Regions from separate parts of the Danio rerio genome. Here region 2 is linked to region 1. Evidence: chromatin contacts called from public Hi-C data. All regions are on one chromosome and are shown on one strand. The core of a region is the stretch at or near the end of the contact, and the rest is flanking DNA. Distances in the headings are between cores, read along the strand shown.

Region 1 (4,313 bases), core at 454-2,953:
GGGAGTAAAGGGGTCTCACTTGAATGTACTTTGGCTTGCTGCTTGCTAGCAAGGCTTTTCGTGCTCCTTTAATGCTGCCGAATTGCTTTTTCTTTTGCACGTTTTTCATCCTCCATCATCATCATCATGAACACGTCGTGTCCACAAAGGGAGGATTCTCTACCGCTAGTGCTTTTCTTGCAATCTTGATGAACTTGGCTACTTTTTTTTTTTTTTTTTTAACACAGTAATAATGTATTCGACTGAAAGAACCCAGGTGGTTTAGCTTTGTCAGTTTTGCTGTTAAGGGTTTGATATGCCCTCATCGATCTGTTGGGTAATGCTGGTGTGCTGTTTTCAGACGAATTGGCAAAGCAGCTACGCCTGTGCCTGGTGTCAATATGCTAAAAGCGCAGTGTGAAAAGTCTCTGTCCGCTTGCTAGCTGTGACAATGGTGTCCTTCTGTCACAGCTTCGAATCATCTGTTTTGCCAGTAACAAATGTGAGTGGTGTAAATGCTATTTTAAACAGGCAAGCTCTGTGTCTCATGTGCTACACTTATAGTTAGTAGCTAACTTTAGGGTCAGCGTTTTGACACGAGGCAACATGGCCGCTCATATTCATCACACTAGCATCTGCACCAATAGAAAGTGTGGGCTTGTACAGCCTTGCTAATAACTACTGATCTCTTGAACTCTTGTACAGTACAGGAAAAAAAAGAAATACCTGATTGCATGGAACCTTGTTACTGTAATTAATAACCTATACAGTATATTTAATTCTTTTTTAAATAATGAAAAATCATCATCACCCGGGAGAGAGCAGTTGCAAAACTTCTTTTGAATTTTCTTTCAGCGTTCACCTAACTGAGACTATTTTGTAGAATAGTGGCGGTTGTTTATTCATTGTTACAGTTTGTTTTAAAGGTTGCAGGGGTTTATGTGTCTTTTAAATTTAGTTTAGGACTTGTAAAATAAAGATAAGATTTGTGCTAATGATCATTTTTTTGCAACTATAATTGGGTTTGAATGTCTGAGGAGTTTCAGTTTCTCTGTTTTTGTTTGTCTGTTTGATTTGTGTGGTTTACACAGAGTGGCGTCCACTAGTCAATATAGCCTACTGACTTCGGAAGTTGTTCTCCTGAAGGGCTTGGTGTGGGATTTGTGCCTCCAGAGATTTGAAATGTTACGCGGAAAGTTGGACGTCCACTTTGTATCTATTTCAATCCATATTTAAAACCGATTCGAGTAATATTCCTTAACGTTACTGAATGCCTTTTGTTGGTGCTTCTCCCGCGAAACGTTTTCATCAAACGATACTGAATGTTTTCACTCTGAAACGTGCTTGATTGTTCGTTGTGGACACTTCGGAAAGGTTGACAATCAGGAGCGCAAACAAGAGATTGTAGTGTCGTCGATTTCTCCCCATTCGTGGTCCTGAGATGATTCACTCGGACTGGACAGCTGTCTTTCTGCCTGCGCACAAACCGGCTGGAGCTTTGCACCCACTACTGAGAAAGAATTCTCTGTAAACGCCTTGGTAATATTAATTGTGGATACATAATTTTATATATATGAAAAAGACATGTCAAATAAAGATTATTTATCTTCTAATTTATTTCCATGCTGTTGTTGCTGCTTTCTTTTTGCGTTTAAACATCATCTTTCATTCGTAGTCTAGAGCTGTGGATGCAATGAACACTAGCTACCACCAGAGGACACTGACATCATGTACTATATATTGGCCCCAACAACTCGTCTAATACAATATTCACATTTACACGACAGATACTTAATGATATTATAAAATTCTTTAAATAATTATTGAGGGTGGACTATGCTGAGCCTGTTTATAGGCTTCTTTTTCTTTTTTTTTTTATTTGGAGAATTGATTTCTCATAATTGAGCAGGTGCATGTCAACACTTTAGTTGGCTAATGTTTAGCCAATTTGATTTCAAATGTTGGTAATAAGAAGACAAAAAATACACTAGACTATTAAAAATTCCTTGTGTGTTTGCGAACACATGATTATTAACAATACTGTTTTCATGGAACACTTTAATTTTACAAAGGTTCTTTTAGAGGAAAAAAGTTTATGGTTATTTTAATTACTGTTGGCTAAAATGTTCTTTTTTTAAGCTAAATTATTATTTTTTTCTGTGGAAGCACTGCAGAAACTCTTATAGAAATCTGATACAGTTGAAGTCAGAATTATTAGCCCCTGTTTATATTTTTTCAAGACACCTCTATACAGCTTAAAGTGTCATTTAAAGGCTTAACTAGGTTAATTAGGGTAACTAGGCAGGTTAGGGTAATTAGGCAAGTTATTGCATAACAATGGCCTGACTATCGAAAAAAATACAGCTTAAAAGGGCTAATAATTTTGACCTTAAAATGATTTTAGAAATAAGGTAATAACTGCTTTTATTCTAGCCAAAATAAAAAAATAAGACTTTCTCCAGAAGAAATAAATATTATCAGACATACTATAAAATGTTCCTTCTCTTTTAAAATCATTTAAGATAAATTTTTTTTAAATTCAAATGGGGACTAATGATTCGGACTTCGAATGCTGTTTGGCAATATATGCAAATCTCATGTTTAACACACAAGTTCATGTATGGATTTTACAGATATAAATGTATGTAAAAATTAGCAAAATATATTTCTAAATATATTTATATATTTACCACATACCTATATTTACTTTAAACTATAAGAATCAAAATTATGTTTATATATTGCCTAATCTGATTTTTGAAACCTTTTTCAACTCTAATACTTTGATGGAGCGGTTTATAATGAACTATATGCATGACAGACAACATCCAATATGCTGTCAATAAGATGACATCATCATAAAAATAAAGCAATACATAAATAAGAATTAGGGGCAATACCTAGTTTTAATACTTTCCTTGCTGGAATTTCTTTCAATATTGAATCTCTTAAGCTTATTATTAATAGTAATAATAAGAAGAATAATGTTTCTTAAAGCTTTTTATCTTTTTTCTTAATGACAGACAAATTTTTTCCCTCTTTCTCGTTCATAACTTTTGTTATTTTTCTCTTCAACGCAGTGATTATTTTATTGTATTCAATAAAAAAATAATAAGGAAAAAGAGGTTCAAACACGTTTCTTCTTGTCAGTTAAAATACATGCTTTGTTAACAAATAAATAAATATAAGCACTAAATGTTTTTTAAAAGAAAAATAAGGGTCATTTTCCCAGAGATGGGTTGAGGCTAGAAGGGCATCCGCTGCGTAAAAACGTGCTGGATAAGTTAGCGGTTCATTCTGCTGTGGCGACGCCGGATTAATAAAGAGACTAAGCTGAAAAGAAAATGAATGAATTCAAAAAAGGGTCATCATTTAAAATATAGGCAGACTTTTTTTTTTTTTTTAAGCGTTTTAAGTATTATTTAGCCTATATTCCATTATTTGGCATTCATCAAATGATTAAAAAAAACATAAATTTTAGTAACGAAGCCTTAATTTGTTTTATCACATTGGTGTTTCTTGAGTTTATTTAAATAGGTCCTTTAGGTCACTGAGGCAGCTCATCCTCAGGGCCGATGAGTGGCAATTAGTTGCACTTAATGAGCATTCATTGAAGCTAGTCTTCACACCCTGAGACTACAGAGAATTTATACCTGACTTCATATTCCCACCAGACCCAATCACTGCCATCACATGCAACTCACAAATGAAAAACACCCTGGACCAGGGGTCACCAATCTCGGTCCTGGAGGGCCGGTGTCCCTGCAGGGTTTAGCTCCAACTTGCCTCAACACACCTGCCTGGTTGTTTCAAGTATACCTAATAGGACCTTGATTAGCTTGTCCAGGTGTGTTTGATTAGGGTTGGAGCTAAAATCTGCAGGACACCGGCCCTCCAGGAGCAAGTTTGGTGACCACTGCCCTGGACTAATACTGGACTTTACATTAGATTGTGTAAACATGAAGAAGGGAAAAAATAGACAAACAGATGATTCTCCAAAGAATAAAATGAATTTACTCACCATAACCTGTTTGAGATTTGTTCTTCTACTGAGCACAACTTTTTTTATTTTATTTTGAAGTATTTTGGAAACTTATAGTCATATTTTTTCTTACTACGGAAATCAATGGCTGTTCATTACATCATTCTTCCAAATACCTTCTTTTCTTTTCATTAATTCATTTTCCTTCGGCTTAGTCCCTTTATTCATCAGGGCTCACCACAGCGGAATGAACCGCCAACTTATCCAGCATATGTTTTACACAGCGGTTGCCCGTCTGGCTGCATATTGGGAAACACTCATACACTCACATTCACACATACACTACGGCCAA
Region 2 (4,252 bases), core at 241-2,740, 180 kb after region 1:
AAACACTTGTCAACAAATTAAACTCAGCATGTTCCTTAATGTTTTTTATGGATCATTAAACAAAAACATATTTACCAGCCCATGAACAATAATGTCTATCCGCACACCAAACACCTTCATCAGTGTTCTCTTCTGCACACTATTCTCCACATAATATTTAGCAAATCTGAAACAGCCAGAAGCACATAACACTGTAGTTCTAGGGCTGAATCCACACATTAATAGAATATTAATTAAAAAGCTTCAATACCATTTTCAGTGTATTCTTTTATAGGTATTATTAAAGTGTACTGGCTAGACATTACAGTAATACAATAAAGCAGGTTTGACCTTTTCTCAGCTTACAGTAGCTGTATAATTTTATTTTTAAGACAACCTGAATATCAAATATAGCTTCTAAAATATGTCATTACACAACACTGTTTTTCTCAGTCACTGTCAGCCTCAAGTTTCTCATACTGACAACGGGATCATTTTTGTCACTCACCTAAAATTGTATCCCAGAGATGCTTTATCTACTTGGTCGTTTTTCCCAGTTCCATAAAGACCATAGAACTCATATTTTGGTTTGCAGAATCTGATACTCAGGTCCAGATTGCAGTCCCAGTCAATGAGGACTCCTATAGCACCTCCCTAAAACATTACACAGCGAAAACCATGACAATTATCATCCCATGTTCATCTAGTATCCTCTCTGTATTATTTATCCTCTAGATATATTATTTATTTGGAAAAAGTATAAATGTAATTGTGAGATGTTTAAAATAGGATCTACATTGCAAAAAGGTCTCATTTTATGAGACACACACACACACACACACACACACACACACACACAATACACACATGTATATATATATATATATATATGCTTTTTTACTTTTTTTTTACCTACAAATGCCCTTTGGGAAAGTTTTATGAGATATCCCACACTCTCAGAAATAAAGGTACATGAGCTGTCACTGGGGCAGTACCTTTCAAAAGGTACATATTTGACCTGAATAGTCCATAATGGTACCTCAAAGGTACTTTTTAAGGTACATTTGGGTACTAATATGCACCTTATAGGTACCACTTTGGACTATTTGGGTACAAATATATACACTGTAAAAAAAATGGGGTGCCGGAAAAAAACGTAAAATAAACAGCCATTAAATTACAGAAATATTCCGTAAAATAACAGATGTTAAATCACAGAAATATAGTTACATTTAAATTTCTGGTAAATTTCTGTAATTAATTATCCATTATTATTATTACTAAACTAATATTTTTTTTACAGTGTATCTTTTAAAAAGGTCTGGCCCCAGTGACAGCTCCTGTACCTTTATTTCTGAGAGTGTAATTAAATATCCTAGTGATCACTTGCACTAGACAGAGAAACATCTGGTTATGTTCCAGATTTCTCTTGATATAATATAAATGAATGTGTGTTTGAAGAACAAGTATTACTAGAAGTGTGAGTATCTGTGGACGTTTCAAAATATTTACAAAGCCAATAACAAATTCCTACCACACGAGCTATTTCTGAGAAACTGAACCCGGATCGCTCAACAATGTCACCCAGTCTGAAGATAGGACACAGCGGAGCAGTTTTGGGGTGATACACACAGTTATTGATGTAATTCTGATCAATACCCTCCACCAAGTTACTCCTAGGGAGAGAGAGAAGAAGATAGAACTAAATATTGTCTGCTGAACTGTATTGTTACATTTAAAAGGGGTTATGACAAGGGACAATTCCCTTGATATTTTTAGAAGTCATTGTATGTCGGTTATTGTAATAAAATGATAACTGTAAGACATTGTATGGTGTGTTCAAAATGAGTCAAAATGGGATTAGATAATAGCTGTTTTTATTTATGTCAAATCTATAGTATTATGCTAGTATTATTTGTTAAAATATGGACCAAGATAAGTCAAGGCTTATGTTAAATTTTAGTTTTAAACATTTGCAAATCAACTGTTGGGTTGGTTGGTCCATATTTTAACCAAGTTTGAGTTAAAGCAACAAATGAAAAATCATTATTATTATAGGAGGAAAAATAGATCTGTGAATCTTTGAAGTAAAAAATACAATACCGCTGTATTTATTTAGTTTTTTAGTAAAATATCTCCTTTCAACAGAAAGGAGGTGTTTTTACCTGACTACATCAAACTGGGGAAAGGTAATGGAGTTTTTGATGAATAGTGTGTAGTTTTCTGCTGTCAGTAGGATTGGAGGGCTAAAAAAAACAAGACAGACAAAAGAAGTTAAATGTGTCAGAGCAAGACCGTGGGCTGATTTGAAACAGTTTTACTGTCAATACAATGTGTCACTTGCCCCAGGTGAAAACAAACATGCATTTACGTTTGCAGGGTGGTAACTGTCAAGAGTAATTTGATTTACACTGACAAGTTCAGGATATATAGATGTAAATGTTTGCTTCAACAAACCATATAGCAAACATTTGACTCAAATAATGGTCAACAAGCAACTAAAAATGAATGAAAATGTTTAAAGGCAGAGTTCACCCCAAAATTAACATTTTATCATAATTTATTCACTTATTATTACTCAAATAATGCTGAAAACCACTGCCCATTGAAGTCTATAGTATTCCATAATACTTTTTACACTGAAAAAATTATGTTTGCAAAATTTTTGCAAGCAATTTATGTTGAATTTAAACAAATAAAATTTAGTTCTTTTCATCCTAATTTATTTGTTTTAATTCAGCCCAAATAAATAGTTTACAACCACTTAACTTTAAAAAAAATCCTAAATCCAAAAAAAATCATATTTAAATCATTAAATATGATAATTTTTTTAGTGTACCATGACTATCAATGGCTACAGGGCCAGATACCGCTATTTTGAAAAACTCAAAATATATAAAAGTTGTAGATTACAGATTGTTGTTTGACATCCTAATGTGACTGATCAAATATCAAAAGCAATTAAGTAAGCATTCATACTCTGGTATTTTACGGTCGTCTTCAACAGGACACCATGAGTAGATCTCACAAGTCTGGGTTTTGTTCATACACCTGCCCGTCATGTGCCCTGAGAGAGACAGTAAGGCATAAGAAAAAAAAATGGAGAAGAAAAAGTTTGGAATGAATCGAAACAAAAACTGCAAACCTACACAAGCCCTAGAGAGAGATGGCAGATTTTGTAGGCCAAAATTTTTTATTTTCTCATTTTTAAAGTATAAAACAAGTTGCCACAATATTAGGTAGAAGATTATAAGACTTTTTGAACAAGATATGATGAGCACTAGTACAACAATTGAGTAAATTTGTGTGGCTGATACACATCTATTTCTGTTAGTACTTGACTGTGCTCGTTCTCTGATGGGCTGCCATGACTTTAATGTTGCTAAATAAACTTTTCTCTGAATTAATGAGAATGAAGTATACAGTTATTTAGGAATGCTTTCATCAGACTGTAGTCAGCCATATGTTTGTAATTTCAGTATGACTCTTTGCCAGGAAAATCAACATTCACACTATAAACTGGCAGTACAGCATCAATAGACTATTGAAATACACTGTTTTGCTATAAGATGTGCCACACTTTGCTTGTCTCAAATATTAAATCCACATACCATGAAACATATAATATAATTAGTGATTCGGTATGCATGAAATAAAATTTAATAGCTAGTATAGAGGAAAGAAGAAGGTTGTGTGTTTTTCTAAGAAACAGCTGTGAAGTTTACCCCGAGTTCTTGTAACAGGATTAAGGATCATAAGTTTGTTGGAAGTTTGTGCCACTCGCCCATGACTGGAAGTCGGGGAATTTTGAATTACATCAATGTGAGATAGTGTTGTTTACTTGCGTCTGTATTCCTAGAGTAAATCGTTCTGCTACACTGCATCTGAAACTGAGTCAATATTTGAGTATTTGTGACCCACATAGAGCCAGTCATATCAGTCAATAATGTAGATTTGATTGTGCTTTTAAATCAACTTTATGTTAAGTCATTGTTTATTGGTGTTCTTGAAAGAAATTCAGGGTTTAGAATCATTTCCATATTTTTCTATTTCTATTTTTATCACCTGTTGTCATTTTAATTGATAATCTTCTTATTTAATATTTTGACGACTCATTATCAGTAGTTTATAAAATAAAACACAATTGAATATTCATCATTCAAAATGTGTACCTTTTAATAGTAAATCTACAGAACCAATAATAGTGTTATAGGGGTCTCTTATTTTATGTTTGGTTAGTAATAGCACAGTAAATAATGATCAGGTGAAAGCT

The links. A called contact is a pair of places that touch in the nucleus more often than the background predicts.
Region 2: a contact with region 1 is called in a Hi-C map of hematopoietic stem cells, with 5 times the contacts expected there. The contact joins two enhancer-like sites. A contact is called at or near these places in 5 of 18 Hi-C or Micro-C datasets (caudal fin, embryo, hematopoietic stem cells and 1 more) and 1 of 4 datasets of contacts at active chromatin or transcription factors (caudal fin).

What each region holds. Positions count from the first base shown.
Region 1 is chr5:31,883,783-31,888,095 of GRCz12tu, forward strand. atp2a3 (ATPase sarcoplasmic/endoplasmic reticulum Ca2+ transporting 3) reads left to right here. Exons shown (of 21, transcript XM_692016.11): 21 at 1-1,596. All of the region lies in intron 2 of LOC141385833 (a long non-coding RNA gene), which reads right to left. Among named protein-coding and RNA genes, the nearest start is that of camkk1a, 81 kb to the right of the region's middle. Within about 2 kb of position 1,704, at least 12 of the 62 cell types and tissues checked have an H3K27ac peak or open chromatin away from gene starts, as enhancers often do.
Region 2 is chr5:32,062,686-32,066,937 of GRCz12tu, forward strand. p2rx1 (purinergic receptor P2X, ligand-gated ion channel, 1) reads right to left here. Exons shown (of 12, transcript NM_198982.1): 5 at 2,959-3,046; 6 at 2,145-2,225; 7 at 1,514-1,655; 8 at 488-633; 9 at 76-166. Among named protein-coding and RNA genes, the nearest start is that of p2rx1, 22 kb to the right of the region's middle. Within about 2 kb of position 1,491, at least 3 of the 62 cell types and tissues checked have an H3K27ac peak or open chromatin away from gene starts, as enhancers often do.